3 separate regions of the Drosophila melanogaster genome follow, and regions 2 and 3 are each linked to region 1. Evidence: chromatin contacts called from public Hi-C and targeted proximity ligation data. All regions are on one chromosome and are shown on one strand. The core of a region is the stretch at or near the end of the contact, and the rest is flanking DNA. Distances in the headings are between cores, read along the strand shown. Region 1 holds the start of CG13285. Region 2 holds the start of Egfrap (EGFR adaptor protein). Region 3 holds the start of shep (alan shepard).

What was found. A called contact is a pair of places that touch in the nucleus more often than the background predicts.
Region 2: a contact with region 1 is called in a Hi-C map of the Kc167 cell line, with 1.9 times the contacts expected there. A contact is called at or near these places in 5 of 107 Hi-C or Micro-C datasets (the Kc167 cell line, the ML-DmBG3-c2 cell line, the S2 cell line and 1 more).
Region 3: a contact with region 1 is called in a targeted proximity ligation map of the Kc167 cell line, with 5 times the contacts expected there. A contact is called at or near these places in 3 of 107 Hi-C or Micro-C datasets (all in the S2 cell line) and 1 of 7 datasets of targeted methods (the Kc167 cell line).

What each region holds. Positions count from the first base shown.
Region 1 is chr3L:5,533,914-5,538,369 of dm6, reverse strand. It overlaps CG13285, which reads left to right and starts at 2,611. Exons shown (of 4, transcript NM_001259709.1): 1 at 2,611-2,757; 2 at 2,828-2,933; 3 at 3,100-3,387; 4 at 3,963-4,402. The coding sequence starts at 2,713. The coding sequence ends at 3,988.
Region 2 is chr3L:5,947,962-5,952,417 of dm6, reverse strand. Egfrap (EGFR adaptor protein) reads left to right here and starts at 1,760. Exons shown (of 6, transcript NM_001038902.3): 1 at 1,760-2,125.
Region 3 is chr3L:5,275,294-5,279,749 of dm6, reverse strand. shep (alan shepard) reads left to right here and starts at 1,806. Exons shown (of 12, transcript NM_001259707.1): 1 at 1,806-2,136; 2 at 3,387-3,595. The coding sequence starts at 3,428.

The sequences.
Region 1 (4,456 bases), core at 1,362-3,861:
CAAATCTACTTATGAGAGTGAAATCCTTAATTGGGGTGGCAGAATTTTATGAAAACAAGGATTACTTCATTTGGTTGTGCTGTCAATAAAAATCTATATATGTGGTAATGAACAAAGGATTTGCGTTAAAGAGTTGTTTTAAACTTTAAAGTTTGGTTTCAACACAAATTTGTAACTATTAGCCTCAGGTCGATTCAGGAACATATATGTACGAGTATCATTATAGTCGACTACGGAATACTTGAGGCGCAGTTGGAAAATGTGTAACATACCTTAAGGGCGTTTTCTTTTAATGTTTTTACTGTTATGGTACACCACCCTCATGACCTCCCTAACCTGGTTTTGACCTAGAAAGTCTTAGTTTTAAAATTCATTAGAATAATCAAATAAATAATAATTACTATGTTATATCAACTATTATAATTCTCCCTATCATTTTTAGGATTAAAAATCTGTTAGTCTTAAGTAACCAAGACACATTGTAAAATAAAATAATTTAAGCAGATCAAATTAAGTTGCCGCATGGGTAACAGTGCGTTGATCAAATAATAAAAACATCATCGTAATCAAATCTAAAAAAAAAAAAAAAACTGTTATGGTTACTGTACAATTAAAGTTTCGCCATTACTATGAGTTCGTGTTTCTACGGTACCTGAAGATGTTTAAGCCTAAAAGTATGCTGGCATTTGTGAAAAGCATGAAAGGCACCTCTTCATCTAGCAACAATTTTTTTCTCTTAAAGATTTTGTATCTCTACGCAATCTCTTAGATCGCAGCCTAATTTAAATTTATTGAACCGCACCCCTCACAGCAAGCAGTAAAGCAGGAATCCAATTTGGAAATTAAATCTTTATATAAAATAAGTGTAAATGATGTTAGAAAAGACTGGTGTTAGGCTCACACGTTCCCTATTTTTCCCTATTATCCCAGTTAAGGGGTAGTAAGTGTATATAAGATATGTTTAATAAATAATTTAAAAAGAAACATATAAATTTGAAACAACATACGATCAAACTAGGAATATGAATTTAACTGTTGATTTAAATTTTGCACGGTTAACTGAAGTCGAGTTATGCTAATTAGAATTGCCTGGTGTGTAAAATGGCTGTCGTCATTTGGCAAGAAAATTTCCCATTTGCAAATATGTGTAAGGCTCCTTTGCATGAGCAATCCGACCAGGTAAGGTCCTTGGAAAAGGACCTGAAATCAATAGACAAACAAAGAGAGGCCATGAAGCCAGAGTGAAATGGATAGCTTCTGTTTATTTTTTTTATTCTGATGTTTTTTCCCTTTGTTGTTTTGATAAGTATAAAATGGAGTTCATGGCAGTGAAATGCCTTTAAGCTTTGGAGGCTCGGCATAATTTTGCCCACAGCTTAAAGAAAACAGGCCTTAGATATTTCATTAGCATTTATTAAATTATTAACTGGAAATGTTATTTTTATAGAAGATGGAAGTCTCGTTGGCATCTTATTATTAAATTCTTGATAAGATGAGTCTTTACGAGCTCGTATCTCTTGTGCTTGTAACAATTTTACCTTGGATCCATGAGTAACCCAGTTGTGGGATAAATTTTACGACTATGTTGGGTATTTAACTAAAGAGTTGCAATACCCGCATGTCGCAAAATACGCGATACTTTTCACACATCGTATCTTTGACATTAGCTGTGAACTCTTTAAGTTGGTTTTTGCGTTCGGCTGGAGGTCGATTTTCGGGTAAACACAAATACACTTTTGAGATAATTTTCATGCTTTCTAGTGCGAGTCGGAACTAGAGTTTTATGAATGGGCTTACTACTTCACAGGGCCTTTAAGAATTACAAAATATTTGGCGGCCTATTTGCTCCACCACGATAACCGGCGATTATGCAAGAGGTTAGCACCACAAAAAAGTTAACAAAAACCAACAAAATGTCAAATAAGCTAAATATTTAGATAGCAAACTCTCTGTGGATAATTGGAATTAAAGATATACTAAGCCAACACGACCTGGCCAGCAGCGTTTTCAGCATTCTCATTCATTGCCAGATGGCGGGAAACTTGAAAGAAATGCGATCTGTGAACTGAGGGTAAATATTCAATGGTTTACCGGGGCGGGGCTTTTCACTGTTTTTGTTTCGGTTTTGTTTTTGGTTTTGCTTTGGCTATTTGTGTTTGTTAAAGTTTTGCAAAGGCAAATAGGTGGGTAAAATTAAACCCGGCTCACGCACTGGCAAGATGGGCATTTATTTTGTCACCTGCCTCGTGTAATTGAGAATATTACGCGTATTATTCAATAATCATAGATAATCGCTGGCAGAAAAGGTCTCATTGCGACTGATCAGAGTGGTTAGAACTCTTTAGGGCTGGATTCCCACCCGCTGAGGTGGGAAGTTACGCTGGAGTTTCGCTTTGGCCGCACCAACGTGTCGTATGAGTAATAAGCCCGAGCTTCACCTCAAGTGAGATACAAAAGTGCGACAAGTGCGGGAGTTGGGGGCTTTGTTTTGTTTTGTTTCTGTTGCGGATTGTTTGTCTCAACGACGTCGACAGCGACTTCAACTTGAGCGTAGCAACTCAGCCGGAAAATGAAAAATATAAATTGGCCCCTTGTCTGAGAAACAGAATTATTTAACGTCCAGCAACCGAGCCAAGCAGTTGTCTTGGTTTCCAAAGCTCTCTTGCCGGGAAGTCTACCGTTCCGCCGTATTCAGATTGTTTTGTTTTTAATATGGTTAAATCCAGTGTCATGTTCATCAAGCTATTTACCCTAATGGTGAGTGCTAGCAGGAATATTCAATTTGTGTAAACATCCTAAAACAAAAGCCGCTTAAATAACATTTTAGTTGGCCGTGACTGGAGCCTGGAGTGCCGCCCTCCCAGAAAATCAGGTGGCAACTGCGACCAGGACGACGACAAGTGATTTGGCAACCGCCGAGACTTCGGCCAAGTGTGAGTACTCCATATTGAAGTTACAACTAACAGGCTAACTCATCTTTTATCTCAAAAACCTTACTTATTCTTTCAAATAGTAATATGATTGCGTCATTGTTTTTATACCCATAAAGGTACTAGGTAATTAAAAATTCTTTGTTCTTCTTTACCTACGATCTTGTAGTGTTAAATCTCTTTGGAACTGGCTCTGGGTATCCGAACTATGGCTACAACTATAATCGTCCGAGCAACCCCTACTATCCCGGCTACAATACGAACTACTACGGCTCATCGGGATACTATCCCGGCTCGGGATATGGATCTACCACCTACTACCCAAACCAGGGGAGCTACGGTTCCTCCGGCTACTACCCAACTCAAGGCTATAACTATTATTCCACTAGCAGTTATCCGACCACGAACATTCTGGGTAGCCAAGGAGGCGGATACGGCGGATATGGTGGCTACGGAGGTAATGGAGGTTTTAGGCAATACTCAGGCTATTGGCAGCGGGATTATCAGGGTCAGCGGAATCGTGGATATGGCTACTACGATGATACAGATCGTTTGGGCCTGCCCATCTCGAGAGATCGTTCCTATGGTTCGAGTTCCTATCGTGGCTATAACTAATGATGTGCTTTTTGTGTCTGTTGTTATGGCATTTTTGTTACCGCTTTTGGCCTCTTCCCTCTTGACTAATAATAAAATACTTAACCATATGTCAAGTGCTACTAATTTAATGTGTAAGCTGTCGCTTTAGCTTGGCGCGTAATTAATTGCTTCTAGGTTACATTTCCATGAGACATTCAAATTACCAGCGGACACGCCCAATTGCACACTCAAATCTGCCCATTTGTCATTCGTTCATATTCATGCTCTCCAGTGCTGGTAAAAATGTGTGTGTTACTATCTAAATTCCTAGCCTAAATTGAAATGAATTGCACTTTTGCAGCTTCAACCTGAAAGTTGACTATGTATATTACTTGTTTGGCTGCATCGCGTTGCCGACTTTTCGACTTCATTCAAACCGCTCTTTTCATTTTTCAGGCTATGTGCGCAGCACTTTTGGCTAAAGCCGCCGCCAAGAACTTAACCGAATGTTACACTCCGGCACGCATCAAAATCAACACACAAAAAGATCGTTAAACTTATATAAGCAATTTATTAGGCAACACATCTCGGAAGTCGAAATAACCCCTGAGCCGGCAAACTTTAACTGCATCGTCGCACCGAAAATATCTTCAAGTTTCTGCGGTGAGACAAAGTCTGTGCAGCATCTTGTGTACTAAGTCTTAAATTTTTACGTAAAGTCATGTTTATGTTTTCCCCTTCGGCATCTGGAAGCTCGTAAATGCAGCGGAGCAAAGTTTTCACTTGAATTTTCCCGGGAAAAGTGCTCGAGTCCCTTTGCCAGTTGAGCATGTGCTGAGAGCAATTTGTGATAAGCTAATAGATTTCCCCTGTTAAATAAAGCAATATTTTCCAACAAATTTATGTCGGACCGTAAGAAAATTAATTAGCCCGAATGAAGCTGACGAAGA
Region 2 (4,456 bases), core at 511-3,010, 410 kb before region 1:
CACCCACACGCACACACTCGCAGATGCACACACACACACATGTGCACACTGAAAATGAATAATTCACTTTTATAACAGCACATTTTATTTCCATTCCAAGAAATTGAACAACTACACTGTTTTAAAATGTAAATTATCTTTTTTTGCTGTCGAATTTAATATTTCTGAGGAAGAATGCAGTCAATTTATGTTATTAAAAATGCAAATATAATGGTATACAGAAACTATACAATTATTTTATTTAAGATGCAGTTAAAGCATCAAGTATTTTCTTCGAGTGCTGGAATATTTAGTGCACATACGGAAGACTCACGCGTGGCCGCGACGATAACTCATCCAAGTCACGCCGTCTGCCGCGGTCTCCGGATCGGATCGTTCCGCCCGCCTGGTCTTCTGGAGTTCATCTAACAGCGGGAGGAGCCGTTCCAAAACCGCCCAGCACTTCCTGCCCATCCCTGTGGCCCTCAAAGCTACCACCTACCTTCGCCCAACGCTTTGCAAATAATTTTCGAAATGCAGCAACGCACGCTAGAAATGAGCTCGTTCGAAATCCAAACATTTTCACTCATCTCCTCACCTCTTTTCCCGACGATTTTTCCGCATTTTCCGCTTCCCCGTGCCCGAAAAAACTCCCTTCAACTCACTTATTCATTGGTGCGTGTTGGCAAATGCCAAACATTTTTAGATGCGACTGCCAGCTGAAGCTTGTAAATACTTTGGAGTTGTGCTAAAGTGGAGAAAAGATTTGCTGCCATCTCGGTTTGTATTCGCGGTATTCACTGTTGTTGTTCTTGCCGACGTTCTTCGCGGGTATTTGCTGTATGCGTCTTTTGCTAGCTGCGACTGGCATTTCAACGACTGAGTTCCAGAAACGGTTGAAAATGGGGAGTATCCAGAATGCGAGTCGAAAAACCAAGAGGGGTGGGGGCAAACATTTGTAATGCATTTTTAATTAATTTTTTGCCGCGTCAATGGGCTAAGTGGGCGGTTGGGGGCGTGGCTACTGGCGAAAGACAAAGTTGCCACTTTAGTTCACAGACTGAACTTTTTGAACTACAGTGATTTTCCTTAAACAGCTTAACTTTAATTTTTTTGCAATGCACATAATATTAAGTATCTATTTTTAACTATGCCTTTAAGCTGCTACCATCTTCAATAAAGGTGAAGCATAAAAATATCTCTTCTACCTCTTCAGTTGATTACTAACCATTGATTATTAACCATCTGCAATCAAACTCATCTTAGCCCGCTTTTTAAGCACAATTTTACTGCGAACACTTAATGGCGTAGTCATGAGTAGTTGGCAAGGAATCGTTAAAATCAAGAAACTGCTACTAACTGTCCGAACAGCACTAACCCTAATTGAGCCATCAATTAATTAGTCGTTCGAGGCATACTTGTTTATTTGCGGGAATAGTACTTGGAAAATTATCAATTTAAGGCGGCTCCCAGAAGTGGGCATTAAAAATTATGAAGCTTGCGGCCGTAAAAAAACGGTTCTTAGTTCGCCCCGTCTTATCATAAAAGATAACAAACCGCTGGCGAGTCGTAAACGGGCCCACTGTGGATGCTGGAAAGTGGAACGTAGTGCAGCTAGCCCACTTGCCATCCACAAACAATGTACGTGTGAATGGAAGGAAACTGGTTGCTGCTGCCGGCGTCGCTGTTGCTGCTGTTGCTGTGTTGCTCGTGTTGCTGGTGTTGCTGCTGTGTATGTTGCCTGGCCTATTGAATGTGCATCAAAATTTATGTGGCCTTTTTTAGTCGTTTGCGTTGAGTCAGCGGAAGCGAACGTCGTCGTCGGAGTAGCAGCAGCAACATCGCAGCAGCAACATTCGTCGTGTGTGCCGCCAGTTTCGGTTGAAAACTGCAAATGCAAAGAGACAGGTTGCCTGCCGGATTTAAGTTGCAGCCCATTTCGTAACAGTTAAAAAGTGTGTGTGCATAGTTTAAGCCATTGCGAAACCAGTGTTCACTAAAGTGAAAAAAAAAAATATCAAACAAACCAGCGACATTTGTGTCCCGAAAAAAAAACACGTAGATTAATTGATTTATGCCTGTGACCTTTGCACAGCACACCTGTTGCTTTCATGCCGAAAGGAGCTGGATACGGCAGTTATATAAGGTAATTAAATAATTATGCAATCAGCTAAGTTTAAGCTAAATTAATCAACTTAAGCAACTCGTGGGCAGGCATAAAAATGCAAATTAAATTGAGGAAGCCGGAGATTGTTACACTTTGCTGGCCAGACAGACGATGGAGAACATGTTCTGCGGTTGACTTTATTTTTCCCGTGGCGACTGTTCCTTCCTTTGGCCAAGCGTGAGAATATTCACTGGGCATTAATTAGCTGGAGAAATCAACATGAGGCCATCGGTTGTGGGACTTCTCGGCGGTGGTGTCTTGCATGTGATTGTGGCCAACTAATTGGTGGCGATCGCAAAGGAATCAAACACGCCATTGCCTGATGTTGTGTTATTGTGTGGGGGAGTGCGATTCAAATGGTATATGTATCTAGAGAGCCATAGAAGCAGGCATAAATCACACCCCGGCTCCTCTTGGCTGCATCCTCGCCATGTTGGCACAGCGGGGCACTAAACACTGGCCCACTCCACAGACTCATTAAGGTTTTAATTTACAAGTTTAACTCGAGATTTAAACACCGAGATTTATATGCGTGCCGCGCGAGGCAATAATCAACGGCAACAACCCGCAATCACGTACGGCAACAAACAAACGAACCCAACAGCAACATCGCAACAGCAACACTGGCAACACTTGCAACACCAACAACATGCGCCAGTGTCCACCTACGCAGATTGCTTAAACAAACCCTCAATGAGGAGGCCCGTGTCGGAATTGTGTCGGTCGGTAATCGAATATGCAACTCATGGGGGGAAACTTAACTTTAAGACAAAACATGACAACGGCAACAGCACAGGCAACACCAGTCAAGATGATCATTTGCGCAGACAGATGGACATTAAAATCATTTAGTCTGTAGAGCAGGATATTCACTTCAAAAGAAAATACAACTGGGAATAAACGTACTTTGGAATACACTATTAGGGAAAGTAAGGACATAAGGACATAATTAAAATATTAGGTCTATAAATCTAGATTAAATCTGGAAAATATCTCTACCCAGAGTTAGGGTAAGAAATAAACCAAAATTACAGCGCTGATTAAGCTCGCCCCAAAATGGGCTTTGGCTGATGCCTGACCTAGCACAACAGCAACATTGCAACAGCAACTGCAGCACGCACCTGCAACCTGCAACAGCCGCCAATCATTCGAGGATGAGGATGGGGATGCGGATGCGGATGCAGCGACGACAGCAACTCTCGGCCTGGACTGGAGCAACACGTGCATGTGATTTGGAAGACAAAAACCGTTCTAATTTCTCAACTGTCAGCTGAGAGAGGTCTCCACTTATCCCCCGGCAACTTGCAACTAGCAACTTGCAACCCCAACTCGTTAGCTCGCTGTTGCCATAGCAATTATGCAGCTGGGCCTCACAAAAGAAGGTCGACATTGCTGTTTGGCTGGTGGGTTCCGGCTCTTTGGCTCTGACTCTGGCTCATGTCTTCATTTTGGACTTTTTGCAGCAAGTACACATGTTGCTGGTGTGCTCGAGCAGCAACAACAACAGCAACAGCAGCAACGTTCTTTGTTTATTTGTTTGCATTGGCCAGCACTTTTGGCCTTTGGCGCTGGGATGTTAACCCTAAACCTGGCTGCCTTTATTAAGCCACCGCGACCAAGTCACTTGCACTGCACCACTGCATCACCGCACCGCCGCACCGCCGCACCACCAGCAAAAACAACTGCAATCTGGGTGCTTTTTTAATAGTTTTTCGCTGCAAACACGTTTTTGTTCGAACCCTCTGGTGTTGACGTCGCCTTTGGTTCTCCATCGTTTAGCCCCACCTTTCTCCTTCTCGCCACTAATTTGCACCGCTTTAATTTTTCCTTTTTATTTGCAACACTTGTCGTTTAAATGCAGCAACAGCAAACTGCAGCAGCACCAGCAGCAAAGTGTGGCCAATAAATTAAGCGAAGCCGAAAAAAGAGACACACCGAGCAGAAATATCATCAAAGCCCAGGTTGCTGGCGAAATTATCTATGTGTGGCTGCCAGGGGTTCTCAGTCCAAAGACTCTGGGGCTTGGGTCCCCAGATCCAAGTCCCCAGTCTTCGAGACTCCGACGTTCCGTGCACAATCGCAACAAATGGCATTTTTATTGATATTTCGCTCGGTTCGCTTGGCAGCCGCATGTTGAAATATGCGCGCCACCTGTTGATTTTGTTTTTCGATTGCAGGAGGAGTAGGTGAACCTACAGCCAAACCCTCCTCTGCATACATATATATATATATATATATATATATATATATAGAGACAGAGAGAGATATATATACCTATATAGTGCTCGTGATTTGCGCTGCAAATTAAAA
Region 3 (4,456 bases), core at 557-3,056, 260 kb after region 1:
GCCCCATCTTTCGATTTATTGGCGTTTTTTGATTTCTTGGCCCATTTTTCAGATACAGTAGTTTCTCTATTGTTGTCTAGAAAGATTTCATTTAAAGGTTGTAGTTAATTATTGCAGGGACAAACAATAATATAATAAAGTACAATTTTTTTTCAAAATTTTGGATGTCCAAATTATTAGGTATACATATTTATTTAACTTTCTTTACCAGTTTTCACTGTTTTAAAATTCGTTGATTTCTTGCTTCATTTTTGTTGTATATTGTTTTTCTGCCGCTGCTGCTTTGGAAAATTTGCATATCTCGATAGTGTCAGTAAATTTGCATATTTAAGATAAATTTAAATTCCTTGCATGTTTTGTTGTATTAACATTTTTTTTTTGTTCCATCCAATTTCATTTCGAGTATTGTCCTTTCTGTCTGCTCCTGATGCTGCTTCTTGTTTGTTGGTCCTGGCCCATTCTTCAAATTTTGTCGTTGCTATTGCAAATTTATTGTTTGTAGGCTTATGGGGCGGTGGGAGTGGCAGTACAGGCTGTCTTCATATATGTATTTATACTTGGAGATGTTACAGTCGCGAGTCAAGTAATTAGATATAAAAGCTTAATTGTAAAAAAAAGTTGTTATCTATTGAAATGTATCAAGCTGGATAAAAATAAAATATATATATATATTTAAAATCAAAGTCGCCGTAAAAGTTTAAATGTTTATATTTTTTCGCCCGCTGCTGTCTGAGTGGTTGGGTTTTATGTGGGCAGTGGGCGTGGCAGTGCTTTACAATGCGTGGGAGTCGCTCTCATTTCGATTTTTTCAGTTTTAACCCCCTATCTGCTTATTTTTCGTTGTCGTCATCATGCATCATTTGTTTAGTCCCTTAGTCCTTTGTTATGTGCCAAAAGCTATGGGGCGGTGGGTGGTGGTTGGTGAAAAGCGGGCGGAAGGACGTGTGGTGTGTGTCGCCCTTTTATGCGACGCACTTGTTGAGAATATTAATTTTATTTAAATATTTCAAAATAACACACTAGATGCTGTTGCTGGCTTTACAGTTTTTGGTGCACACGTTTTTATTTTATTTTTTTTTTTATTTTGCGCCATTTGCGTAATGAACTGATATAATGGGATTGGGAAAACTGACAACCATGTGTATCAAATTTGAAAAAGGAAAGTTATATAAACTTAGCACTGAAAATAGGCTTTTAAAATGGTGATTTTAATTGGTTAAATCGGATCTTTATTTTTGATTAGTGACGAAATGTAATGACGAAAACTTTGTATGCAATGCATATTTTCGAATATTTACAATGTTATTTCGATTTTTTAATTAATAATCTTGAATTTTATTCCAGAAAATAAAAAAAATATAATGCATGAAATTAATAAAATTGTTATAAATAATACAGTAGAAACCCGAAAGAGTTTCGTTAAACAGCAAAGCGCAAGCTAATAAGAGGCAATAAGAAGAGAAATTTTCTAAGAGAGTACAATTTGAAGAGAAGAAATATATACAGTAGCGGAAAAAGGAGTATGTACACAGAATATATTTGCTACACGGCCACATATCCAACCCGAAGTTAAAGTTCTTGTGCTATTTTATTAAGACCTTTATTATTATGCTACTCGCCGCTGAAAATTCTTTTTTACACAATGTTTAAACTACATAGAGTAAAAGAAAATATTTAATATTATGAGTCGCACCTAGACTATTTTCCGCTACTGTAGATTGCTGTAAATTAAGCGAGAGAGCGAAGAGAGCATTGCCGGCAGAAAAGGAAGAAGAAGAAGCTCATACCATTGCCGATTGCTGTCGCGTTGCGCTTTCTTCGTTTTTTTCGGCTGCGCAAACTTATATTTTGTCGTTGTAATATTTTGCATAAATATATAAATTAAAACGCGTGACGGAACAACAAACAAATAACGAAGACAGCAAAATAAAAGGGCGAAAAATCGAAACGAAAACGAGTCGAATTACTTTCAAGTGCAAATAGTGTGCGTGGGCGTGAGATTGTGTGTGTGTGTTGTGTTTGTGCGACTGTGAGTGCGTGTGTTTGTGTGCAAAAAAAAAACAGAACGTGCAACAAGAAGCAAGAAGAAGAGCCATCAGCAGCTGACAAACCAGCAATAAAACGAAATTTCAATAAGTAAGCAACATTTAGGCAAAGCTAAAATCCAAAAGCAAATCGAACAAGAGGAAAAACTACCTTTGGAAGCCCCGCAAAGCAGACGTAACAATGGCAAAAGCAACAAATTTGCGGCTCTCAGCTAATTGAAAGCGAATGTTGTTGTTTTAGAGCAATGCACTCGATAAAAAATACATAAAGCAATGGCATAAAAATACAAAAATAAGAACGGCACAGCACAGCAGACGAAAAACAATAATACAACTGGGAAAAACGAAAAAGTCAAATGAGAGAAAGAGAGAGAGAGCAATAATTATTTAAATCTTATCGCAGTGCAAATTTATTTTTCACCTTTTGCTTTGCTCACTTGTTGTTTGCCGGTGCTCTTTCCACCCGCTCTTTGTTCTCTCTCTCTCTACTCTCTTTCTCTTGTGCACTGCGCTCTCCTTCTCTATTTTGCTGTCATTGTCCTTAAATAAGCAATAACAAAAAATAGCAACAACAACAAGTGCAATTGATAAAAAGCAATAGCGTAAAAACAATTGAATAATTTCCTCCGCATATCAATAAATTATTGTGTGTTCCTGTGTGTTTGTGGCTGTCTGGCGGCATATAAATAAATTTGCAAACCAAAAAAAATTGGCTGGCCTGTGCTGTGTGCTATTTTTAATGCCAAAATGCAAATGTTGCAACTGCCGCGCGGGAAAGAGACAGAAACAGTGCTAAAATAACTCGCTGAATGCTCCGTTGCAAGTAAAAAAAACAATTTAAGACGGGTGGTGCTAATAATAATCAACAAAGTTGCTAGTGAAATATTAATAACAAATTATAAGCACGGCAAAATAAGCTGAATATGGCACAGAATGCTAAAAAGAAGCAATAAAAATAGAGAGTGGGAGAGAGAAAGAAGAGTGCAGAGAACAGTGTTGCCGTGCGGCAGTCAGAGCAAACGGGTTGGGCTGTAAAAAAGTGGTAGAAAAATAGACGAAAAGTTTAATTAGCAGAAAAAATACTGACCTCATTTTATACATTAAAATATATAATCTTTGTTTTATTATTTAATAATAATAATGATTTAATTAATTACAAACAAACTGTCATAATTAATTTAGGTTGAGCAGTTGATCTGTATAAAAAATGGGGTCTAGTTAAGACTGTATCTCCAATTAATGCAAATGTTTATATCTGCAACGTCTTAAGATTATAGAATATTTACAATTATGACTCATTCTTTCTAATCTGCATTATCTCATTTACTCCCCTTTTCGCAGTCACAAGTCAATTTAAGAGTGCTATTAAGAAACTAGAAAAAATGCACCCACGATACAGCCCAGCCCCGCCCCCTCAGCAACAGCAACAGATGGGCGGACCGCCACACCAGCAGCAGGGCGGCGGGGGAGGTGGAGGCGTTAGCATGAGGGGGCCATCGAATGCCCAGCAATTGCCGCCGCAGATTCCGAGATCCCAGAACTATTCAAACGTAAGTCAAATACATATTGCATCTTTATAATACAGACAATATTAGAATATCTATTATTTAACTGAAGTGTACAGTTTTACGAAAATGATTTAAGTCTTAAAACGTAGAAAGTCACCATTACCCCTTCGAAACTCGAAAGCAATTCGAAATAGCCTGTTAAAAAAAAAGTGTTGGGCAAACATTTAAGCAATCAGAGATCAACAAAGGCATCAATCAATCAATAGCTTCGTGCATCAATCAAGCAATCAAACGGCTCACTCGGTCGCACTCTCGCCAGTCAGTCATTCAGTCAGTCACACAGTCACTCACTCAATCGCTCATTCAAATCGGACTCAGGCTGATGATTTTTGATTCTGATGCTTCTTTCCACATAGAAGGCGCCATTTTTGCCTTGCGGCCGATAGGGGGCGCCACTGCAATCGACATGTGTCATACGCAGCGTCCTTTAAATCCGGGAAATGCGGGACGAAAATGGGTGAAAAATCACGGGGGAAAAACTGTGGGAATCGAGAAACCAGAGGGAACCGAGTACGCATTTGAGTGGAAAATTGCTCTCGCTGATGCGGCTGCCACGGCCTGGCAATGATATGGATTTCTTCTAACCATTTTCCCCATCAATTTCCTGACAGTTGCAGTGCAGGCAGTCTAATCTCTCGATGAGAGAATCGGGCCAATAGTGCCACATTATCCTTATACCTGAAAAATCATTACTGGCCAGCAAAGAAAGGAGCATTTTAGCTGGATTTCCTTTTTGCTAATTTCAATGGTATTACACGTTTTAAGGGGGTGTAATGTTTTGTGCATTGTGTAATTTCCATCATAATTTATGCATTTGCTTTCTAAGCATCAGCAACGCACAAA